Linked DNA regions of Ovis aries: all the other regions are linked to region 2. The links are chromatin contacts, called in public Hi-C maps. All regions are on one chromosome and are shown on one strand. The core of a region is the stretch at or near the end of the contact, and the rest is flanking DNA. Distances in the headings are between cores, read along the strand shown.

Evidence for each region. A called contact is a pair of places that touch in the nucleus more often than the background predicts.
Region 1: a contact with region 2 is called in a Hi-C map of liver, with 3 times the contacts expected there. The contact joins the promoter of IPO9 here to the promoter of LOC105610032 in region 2. A contact is called at or near these places in 2 of 16 Hi-C or Micro-C datasets (liver and omental adipose tissue).
Region 3: a Hi-C map of hypothalamus shows a contact between it and region 2, with 6 times the contacts expected there. The contact joins the promoter of SHISA4 here to the promoter of LOC105610032 in region 2. A contact is called at or near these places in 3 of 16 Hi-C or Micro-C datasets (blood, hypothalamus and muscle).

Annotation. Positions count from the first base shown.
Region 1 is chr12:80,012,812-80,016,062 of ARS-UI_Ramb_v3.0, reverse strand. IPO9 (importin 9) reads left to right here and starts at 1,289. Exons shown (of 24, transcript XM_027976042.2): 1 at 1,289-1,514. The coding sequence starts at 1,352.
Region 2 is chr12:79,833,310-79,836,922 of ARS-UI_Ramb_v3.0, reverse strand. It overlaps LOC105610032 (basic salivary proline-rich protein 1-like), which reads right to left and starts at 1,331. Exons shown (of 3, transcript XM_060396809.1): 1 at 1-1,331. GPR37L1 (G protein-coupled receptor 37 like 1) reads left to right here and starts at 2,535. Exons shown (of 2, transcript XM_027976133.3): 1 at 2,535-3,201. The coding sequence starts at 2,572.
Region 3 is chr12:79,965,536-79,968,718 of ARS-UI_Ramb_v3.0, reverse strand. SHISA4 (shisa family member 4) reads left to right here and starts at 1,622. Exons shown (of 5, transcript XM_027976041.2): 1 at 1,622-1,780; 2 at 2,045-2,216; 3 at 2,891-3,024. The coding sequence starts at 1,708.

The sequences.
Region 1 (3,251 bases), core at 40-2,539, 180 kb before region 2:
CCACGCCGTTTGAAAACATACCCCTCTCTGGACTTGCCTAAGTTTTCTTCTGGGGGTAAAAGTGACATGATGTCTGAGAAAAGAGGCTGTTCTAATGGAATTCTGCTTTTCCTGGCCATTGAAAGAACAGCCTCTTTCTTACTGGGGAACTGCAGCCTCCAGGTGGACGTCTTTCCCCTACAAAACTGGGCTGGTGACACAAGTCACCTCTGCCCTGTAACGGTGCTGGTTTCGTTGCTCAGTCGTGTCTGTCTCTTTGCGACCCATGGACTGCAGCCCACCAGGCTCCTCTGTCCATGGGATGCTCCAGGCAAGAATGATGGAGTGGGTTCTGCCCTCTAATAAGAGGTGGCAAATGGGTTTAGAGCTCTTCTCAATTCTTTCGGAAGAATACTCAGATGAGGTGGCTTCTCCCTGTGGCCAGCGTAGCCTCCGCAGTCTTAGAACTGGGCCAGGAACTGATGGCTGGTTTCCTCTGCTGCTTGGGAATGAGTCATGGTTCCTAGAAACATTTTTAAGGGGCTTAACCTGAACCGCTTACTAACGAATGCCTGTTCCCATTTGCTCTGACCCTCCCGGTCCAACAAGGGACCCAGCCCCCTGCCCTGCACTGCTAACCCCTCTCAGCAGCCCTTCAGGCTTCAGGAGCGTCTACACCTTGAGACTTGCGCCCGGTTGGCCCAGGATGGCCATGTTAACTACTCATCCCTCCACCTCTTTAAGGTCCAGCCATAACTTCCTCGGAGAAAAGTCTCAGTTTCTCCACTAACAGGGCTTACTCTCAAATAGTCATATAAGCACTTACTCTGGAAGGAATGCCCTTTCCCACGGCAGTCTCTCCTGGCCCAGTCCTTGAGGCTGGACTCACCCACGGGAAAAACCAACGGACTCCTGCCAGTCGCCTCAGATTCTTTCCCCCGACCTTTGGATTCCCGGGTCTGAGAGAGGAAAACTCGCTTGTGTGGGGGCAAAAGAGGCTGGTTGGAAGTAGGCGCTGATCCAGACCCTCTCCCCAAAGCCTTGTCCGCAGATCCGCATCCTGCCCTCTTCTGACGTGCTGTCGCACCTGAGGAATCCGTGCCTGCGGAAGTCAGGGCTGCGTTCCAGCGGCCGCTGCGCACTGGCCGTTGGCCGCCGCTCTTCCGCGCCCGCGCCGGGTTCCCGCGGAGGCGGTGCGGCTCTCGTCCCCGCGGCAGGCGGCGCTGTCTGCGGAGGCCCGCCCCGCGGCCCCGCCCCGCGCTCCCGTCGGCCCCCGCGCTCCCGTCGGCCCCCGCGCAGGCGCGGCTTTGCGGATTGGCCGCGCGCGGGAGCCGTCCGGCGGCGGCGGGGCGGGCGCGCGGCGCGGGGCAAGATGGCGGCGGCGGCGGCGGCTGGCGCGGCCTCGGGGCTGCCGGGGCCGGTGGCCCAGGGGCTGAAGGAGGCGCTGGTGGACACGCTCACCGGCATTCTGTCCCCGGTGCAGGAGGTGCGGGCGGCCGCGGAGGAGCAGATCAAGGTGCTGGAGGTGACGGAGGGTGAGTGAGGCGGGCCGCCGCGAGGGCGGCGGGTCTGGGCCGCGCCGGCCGCTGCCCGAGCCCCGGCCGGAGGCTGGGCCTGGGGACGCCTGGCCTGGAGCGCCGGGGCGGAGGGCTCCGGGCAGCCCGGGGCTCGGGCTCGGGGCCGGGGGCTGGGCCGTGGGGGCGCGCTCCCGGGCGCGGGGCCCGCCGGGGCCCTGGCGGCGCCTCCGCACGCGTCCCCGGGAGTCGGTCCCTGAGCGGGCGCCTCCCCGCCCCGCCCCGCCGCCGCCGGTCTTCCGATCGGCCGGCGCTGTTCGGAGGGGCCGGCCGTCCTTTGTCTTTGCGTCTTTGTCCCCCTCCTTCTGCTGGGCGCTCGGGAGTCATGGAGGACGAGACGGGCCTTTGGTTTGAGGGTGTGCGCCAGCTCCTGCCGAGCGGGCCTTTCTGCAGGCCCGGGGCAGCCACGCTGCGACGAGCATTGGGTCCTGAAACCCGAGGAGGGGAATCCGCTCACGCTTTCTGTCGGGAACGCGGCTGGCCTGTCGGGGCTTCGTAGGCAAAACTCCAAACCTGCGGACTCCCGGAGCTCAGCAGGACGGCCCCAGCACCTCTCAGATTGGCCGTGGGAGTTGGCCCTCCCACGGACTGAGGTGTTTGTTGTTTTTTTTTTAATAATTTAACACAAAGCTCCCATAAATTTAATCTTGTGTTCTCCCACAACATGAGAAAGCTCTTGAAAAACCAAGTTATAAGATCTGGGGTTTTGCGGGTTGAGGACCATTTGAAGGCCCAGTTTTAACTGTCATCGTTTCGTGAATGTCAGGCCCTGTAAGAGGAGCAACCGCTGGGCAGGAGAAAGCTCTTTGAGAGCCGTGCACACTGACCTGCGGGAATCATCTCTGCTTACTGGGTGAAGTTCCTTTTCTCACACTAAGGCCTCTGCCTCCTTTGGATATGAAGGGGAAAGAAGCAGAGGAACTTGGCCACGCTCAGGTTACCACTTGAGTGATGCTGGGGCCATGGTGCCCTCCCTGGGTGGTGCCAGGGTGCCCAGTGCCCCTCGCGAAGGCGAGCCTGGCTCCTGTTGGAGCTGCCCGGCGGCAGCTGGGCTCTGGGCCCCTCCGCCACAGCCAGCAAAGCGGCCCCGTCTAGGCAGAGCCCGTCACCATCTTGAGGTCCCCTTGCAGCTCTGCTCTCTTACTTCATCTGTTTGGATCTCAAAGTGAAAAACGGACGGGCAGAATTTTCGCATTTGACCTCTGCCACTGATCGGAATAAACTGACAAGCACACGGCACATAACTCACTGGGAATGTGCTTGGAGGTGTGAAGAGGCTTCGTGCTGCTGGCGGCCCAGCGGGAAGGCATAGACGCAGGTGTGGGGCGCAGTGTGCCGGCTGTATCGAGTCTGCGGAATTGAAGGCAGTACTTTGGACCCTTTGGAGGTTATTTACGTTTAAAACTATTCTAATTCCTGTTAAGTAAAAACTGTAGAGAGCAGCCCCTTTCGGCAGCCTGTTTCTGAGGGAGGGTGGTGGCCCCGCCCTCAGGAGCAGTGCCTTGCTTCTCTCTTTTCCTCTCCTGGTGTTTGGCACGCTGTGTTTTGCCATCGGGTGCAGAGTACCTCTGTCTCATATTCTCATTCTCACACGTCTCCTTTCCGCGGTTGCTTTCTTCTTTAATGAAAACAGAGCACGTGGCTTCCCAGCCGGGCTTTAGCCAGCTGTTTGGCCTGGTGCAGCGGGCAGGGCCTTGC
Region 2 (3,613 bases), core at 82-2,581:
CACTTGCTGGAGCGTGGTGCTGGGCCTTCCCGAACGTCTGCTCAAGCCAGTGTGTCGACCCGCTCCCCAGGCTGGCGTCCAGGGGCCACAGGTTGAGAAGCACTGTCACACATCGCCGTGGAGGCCTCACCGTGGCAATGCCCACGTCCCACCGTGACAGCATCCTTGCAGACCACAGGCCCCAGGGTACCACTGACCTTTCCCCAGGAGCAAACCAAAGGGCAGAGATTCCTCGATGGCACGGTGCCTTCTGCTTTGCCCATGTCCTTCCTCACGATGTATCCTCATGATCTCTGGGGCTCAGATTTTTCAGTGGCTGCCTCCTTCCTTGAGTATGGATCTCGGTGGGCAGAGCTCGTACCTGGGAGGTTCACTGCTTCTGGAGCGCCTGTAGCAACCTCGGGCGCAGGGTAGATGCTCCGCCAGCCTTTGGACCATGAGGGTGAGTGATGCCGGGTTGTCTCTGAGTCGGGAGTGGGTCCTGAGCCTCTGACCTTCGGGAGCGCACCTCACCATGGTCCAGGAGCCCAGAGCCTGCAGGGCTGGCAGAGTGGGGTCCAGAAGACTCACTGCCCGGCTCCGGTGCCAGCTGTTGGGGCTGGGAGTGGGGAGGGCTTGTCTCGAATTTGCCCCCCGCCTGCCTCCCCCGTTTCTGTCCTTCAGTTCCCAAACCTGTGACGTGAAGACAGTGAGAGCGCCTGCCTCCAGAGGCCTGGGAAGTCGCAAGTGAGTCGCCGTGGCAACCGTGCACCTTCACCTAGCGCTTCTCAGGGGCCGCACGCCGTTCTGGCGATGGACACAGACAAGCCTGCTCGGTCTGTTACCAACTCCTCACTACAGATGAAGCAGAGTCTCGGTGCTGACCGGCGTCACGCAGCTCGTAAGCGGCAGAGGGGGCCGATCCGGGCGGTCTGCTTCCATTCACTGGGCCGTGCCAGCCACGGACTCGCTCCAGAAGACGCCAGATTCCAGCCATCTCAGGAGGCTGCACAGCTGCCCTGAGGGCCCAGCCCCACTCCACCCCGACTCGCCCCAGGACCGTTCCTGCGGCCAGCCCTGGGGAACTCCCCGGGACGAGGACGGAGGATTTCTGGGACAAAGGAGAGAGATTCCTAGTGGCTGGGAAATGGTCGCCTTCCACGTGGCCTGCCCTGGTGAGGGCGCTGCTCCGACATGGTCCTGGAGAGGGGGTCTTTGTTGGGGAGGCCGACCCACGAGGGGCCCAGGAGGGTGGGGTGGAACAGCAGGCGCATGGCCTCAGCGCAATCTACACGGTCTCCTGAGACCACCTCCCCCAGCAGCTGCCTCGGGTCTGAGGGCTGGGCCCTGGCAGGTGGGCTGGGCCAGGGTCACGGGCCAGGCAGCCGCGAATGTCCATCTCTGAGCATCTGGTTCCACCTAGTGGCCTCTGATGTCCCCACGGCCCCAGAGAGCCAGGGCTGTGGCCGGCAGGGGGCTGCCTCTCTTCAGTGCAGTCACTCAGTCGCGTCCGGCTCTTTGTGACCCCGTGGCCTCCCTGTCCATCACCAACTCCCCTCCCGGAGTTCACTCAAACTCACGTCCATTGAGTCGGTGATGCCATCCAGCCATCTCATCCTCTGTTGCCCCCTTCTCCTCCCACCTTCAATCTTTCCCAGCATCAGGGTCTTTTCAAATGAGTCAGCTCTTTGCATCAGGTGGCCAAAGCGTTGGAGTTTCAGCTTCATTATCAGTCCTTCCGGTGAAGACCCAGGACTGAGTTCCTTCAGGGTGGCCTGGTTGGAGCTCCTTGTGTCCAGGGGACTCTCGAGAGTCCTCTCCAGCACCACAGTGGCATTGCCCAGGTCGGGGATTGCGGCCCGCCCCCTCCGAGGGGCAGCTGATGCGCACACGCAGAGCAGGGGGAGCAGAGGGCTGCCGCCTCATCTCCTCACCGCCGACCACCTGTCCTGCGTGTGCCTGGCCCTGGCACTTGACCGCTCTGGCCGCAGTTCCCATGGTTTCCACGTCTGAGAAAGAAGACTGTGGGTGTAGACCCTCTTCAGGATCCCTTTCCTGCTACGTGATCAAGGGGCTGAGTTTCAGCTCTGGAGTTGGACAGACCTGCAATTTGGATCCCGGCTGTGTGTCCTTGGGCAAGTTATTTGCTGCTGAGCTGCGGTAGCAACGTAAACACAGAGTATGATGGTTCTATCCAGCAGCCTGGCCCAGTGAGTGCTCATGAAGCCCAAGGCAGCAGCAGCAACTGCCTGTCCCCTGAGGCGGGGCGGGAGCCTTGTCCCCCAACCCCGTGTGCACGGCCGGACTGAGGGTGGGCGGCCCCGAGGGCCCCACAGGTCTGAGTGCTGCCACCCGTGGGGCCTGGGGAGGCGTGTTCTGCGGGCGGCACAGAGCGCCCTGTGTCCAGCAGAGGGCCCTGCCCTGTCCTGCCTGGCTGCCGCGGGCGGAGGGACGGGGGGTGACCACTGGAGCCGGCTGGCGATGCCAGACGCCCGCTGGGGGCGGGCCCAGCAGCCAGCTGCCCATCGAGCTGGGCCCGCACTCGGCCCGGCCTCGCCTCTGTGTGCGGGCAGCCGTGCCGCTCGTCCGGCCATGCGGTGGCTGTGGCCGCTGGGCGTCTCCCTTGCCGTGGCGCTGGCAGCCGGGCCCGAAAGGGCCCCTGGGGGCGTCCGCCTGCAGCAGGGTGGGCACCAGCCTGCGGCCCAGGAGCAGCCGGACCGGTCCAGGCGAGGAGCTGAGTGGGAGGACGCCAAGAGGTTGCAGCAGTACGTGCCCGAGGGGTGGGCTGAGTACCCCCGGCCCATCCGCCCCGCCGCCCTGCAGCCCACCCAGCCCCGGGTGGCCGCCAGCCCCTCCCCGGACTGGGCCAGAGAGACTGGGGGCAGCGGGCAGGAGCCCCGGGGCAACGTGACAGGGACGCCCGGCCGGCGCCTGCAGGTGCAGAACCCGCTGTACCCGGTGACTGAGCGCTCCTACGGGGCCTACGCCATCCTGCTGGTGGCCCTGGTGCTGTTCGCCGTGGGCATCGTGGGCAGCCTGGCGGTCATGTGCGTCGTGTGGCACAGCTACTACCTGAAGAGCGCCTGGAACTCCATCCTGGCCAGCCTGGCGCTCTGGGACTTCCTGGTCCTCTTCTTCTGCCTCCCCATCGTCACCTTCCACGAGATCACCAAGCAGAGGCTGCTGGGCGCTGTGTCCTGCCGGGCGGTGCCCTTTGTGGAGGTGAGTGTGTGGCCGAGGAGAGCCCACGGGATGAGGGCGGGGGAGCTGCCAGCGTGGGTGGAGAGGGTGTGTGAGGCCCCCCAGGTTGCTCAGGGCCCCCGCACCCCAGCCCGGCTCCCGCCCCCAGCAGCCTCAAGGCGGCCCCTTCTCTCCATGCTGAGAGCTCCCTCCCCTGCCTTAACCCCTCTGTCTTTCCACCCAAGAAATGGCTCTGCCCTGTGCCCCCTCTCTGCCCCTCAATTTCCTGCCCCCTCAATTGGTGCCTGAAGGGAGATTCCAATTCCCTGCAGAGCCCCACCCCCCGAACCAGTCAGGCCTGCACCCACTCCCGGGAGAGCAGACATGGAAGGGGAGGCCCTCGCTCCCCGCGACCCTCGTCCCTGCCGTCACCCTTGTTGCCTGCTCCATGCTC
Region 3 (3,183 bases), core at 373-2,872, 130 kb before region 2:
TTTTAAAAAATATTTATTTAGTCAGTTGCAGCACATGGGGCCTGATTCCCTGAGCAGGGATCTAACCCGGGCCTCCTGCGCTGGGAGCACAGAATCCGAACAGCCGGCCCACTGCGGAGCCGCTTCACGGCCTTGCGGCGGTCCACTGTGTGTCCGCCCACTTCTTCACCCACTTGTCTGTTGACAGACACTCGCTTCCACATCTTGACTGTTGCGGGCAATGCCGCAGGGAGTGGAAGGATGCACGTCCTTTGAAATGTCTTTCAAAACTGCTGAGTTTGCTTTAGGTGGACGCCCAGGAGTGGGATTTGCCGAAGTGGGAGAGGGTTCCGTCGCCTCCGTACCGTCGCCAGGGCCCACCGATCCACGCCCCACTGACGAAGCTCCAGGGCACAGACCTTTTCTCTGCGTCCTCACGATAAAGCTGTTGTTGTCTCTTTGAGGACAGTCGTTCTGACAGGGGTGAGGTGACGCCTCATTGTGGTTCGGAAGCATCTCCCCGATGGTTCGTGATGCTGAGCATCTTCTCATGTGCCTGCTGTGCATCTGTGTATCTTCTTTGGGAAAATGTCTAGTCAAGTCTTCTGTGGGATTGTTGTTTTTTTTTTTATGTTGAGTTGTCTGAGTTCTTTGTATAGTTTGGACATTAACCCTTACAGGATATACCATCTGCAGACACCTTCACCCACTCAGCAGGTGAAGCCACTTGGATTGAGAGTGTCTCTCCCACTTATGGGTTCTATTACCTGAACAAATCCTTGAACTCCCCCCGAGTCCCAGCTTATGTCTATAAAATGAACTGATAACACCAGTGAGCTTGATTTAGCTCATGGGGTTCTGGGGAGCCCCAACCGAGGGGCCTGTCTGAGCACCCTGAGGGCTGCACGCAGAGGGGCTAAGGGGGCCTTGGATTTTCTCCCTGGCTTAGGCCCTGCACGTGCCTGGTCAGGTGCCCCCAGAGCAGGGGCACAGCCACCGGCAAACTGGCAAGGAGACTATGACCCCTGGAGGGCCGCCTACGCTCTGCACTGCCGCAGGCTCGCCGTGGGGTCGCTCTGTGAAGGAAGGGGTTTCCACTGGACCGGCCCAGGTGGCCCCCGCGGCCTGCCATCCGTACTGGGAGGCCCTAGGCTGGCGCACGCCAGCGCTGGCCACTCGGAGGGGGAAGGGCACTCAGGGAGGCAGCGCAGCTGGCAGGGCCCAGGTCTGCGGGCCCGCGGGGACAAAGCTGCTCCGAGGGCCTCTCAATGGGCGCCTCTGTTCTCGGGTGGGGGCGGGGTGACTCCCGGCCCCCCACTCTCCTCCCCGCCGCCGCCGCCGCGGAGGACGTCCTGCTGGACGCTGGGCAGAGGAGGTCCTGCGTCAGGGGTGGCCCCTGCGCCTGAGTGCTCGGAACTGGCACCAGGCGCAGGCCTTCGGGGGGCGGGGACGCCCACGGGCGAGGCAGCGAGCGGGCCGAGGGCCAGGAGGCCCCCCGCAGCAGCGCCCAGCGGCCGCCGGCGCGGCGCGGGCGGGGCGGGCGGCTCGGACCCGGACCCCCCGAGGGGCGTGGCCGGGGCGGGGCCCGGCGGGCGGGGCGCGGGCGCAGGGTCGGCGCAGGCCCGCGAGCCCCGCCCCGAGCAGGCGGAGAGGAGCCGGCGGGCGAGCCGGCCCGCGGAGCTGGGCGGCGGCGTCGTCCTGTGCGCCCCGCGCTCGCCGCGCCGCGCCATGCCGCCCGCCGGGCTCCGCGGGGCCGCGCCGCTCGCCGCGGTCGCGCTCCTGGCGCTGGGGGCGCCCCTGGGTAAGGGCCGGGGCGCGGGGGCGCGGCGGGAGGCCTCGGCGCGCGGCCCGGGGGCGCCGGGGGGATCCCGGCGGAGCCTCGGCGTTTCAGGGTCCGTGGGAGGGGAGGGGGGAGGCGCGCGGGGGCTGGACGGGGAGGGGGGGGGGCCGGACCCTGGGGGTCGAGGCCGAGGCCTCCGGGCGCAGGGACCAGGGTGGCGCTGCGGGCGGGGGCGGCCGGAGACCCGGCCCGGCGGCCACTGGGCCCCTCCGCCGCTGCCCGCAGCTCTGGCTGGCGAGGACTGCCTCTGGTACCTGGACCGGAACGGCTCCTGGCATCCGGGCTTCAACTGCGAGTTCTTCGCCTTCTGCTGCGGGACCTGCTACCAGCGGTACTGTTGCCGGGACCTGAGCCTGCTCATCACCGAGAGGCAGCAGAAGCACTGCCTGGCCTTCAGGTGGGCGCCGGCCCTCCCGCCCCGCCCCCTCCGGCTCTCAGCCGACACCCCGCCTGGGCCCAAGCGGGGCTGGAGCTCCAGGGCGCAGGAGCTCCAGGAGCGGCCGGCCGGTGACCGTCATGTGGTCATCGCGGGCTGGGCCGGGCCCTCCCCCCAGCCCGGGCCTGCGCAGGGCGAGGGCAGGGGCAGCCCTGGGCCCAGCGGCGCTCCAGCCTCTGGCCGGACTGGTCCAATCCCCAGTCCGCCGCTCACTAGCTGTGTGATCTTGGGGAGGACAGGTCCCGGATGGGTCACTGTTCCCTCCTCATTAAGGGGGGCGCACACAGGGGGCTTTCAAATTTGTTTGGGGAGGAGGAGACGCTGACATACAGAGCATGTAGGGGGAGGCGGTGACCGAGCGCGTTTTGAGAAAGGAGCTCTGCCCGTCAGGCCTCCTGTGTTGGAGTCCAAGCTGTTCAGTCATGGACTCGGGCGCGCGCCGCAGCCCCTGCGGGGAGGCCGCTGCTCAGGAGGCTGCCCGGCCTTCGGCGGAAGCGCAGTGCTGACGCTCTCCCCAGCGGGACGGGCAGAGCCCCGCGTCTCTCTGGCCGGGGGTCCAGGCCAGCATGGCGGTCTGCGTGGCGAGGACTCCCTGCGCGAGGCTGGAAGGTGAGGAGGCCTGTTCTCTGCCCAAGTCCCAAGACCATAGCGGGCATCGCCTCGGCCGTGATCCTCTTCGTCGCCGTGGTCGCCACCACCATCTGCTGCTTCCTCTGCTCCTGCTGCTACCTCTACCGCCGGCGCCAGCAGCTGCAGAGCCCGTTCGAAGGTGCGTCCGTCCGTGCGTCCGCGCGGGAAGGGGCGGGGTGCCTTCGGAGGGACCGGAGGTCAGGAGGTGTGGTTGGCAGCAGCAGGCCCCTCTGGACACACACCTGCCCGCCCGTCACCCCGGAAGCCAGAGCGCAGGGACACGTGTGAAGCCTGGGTA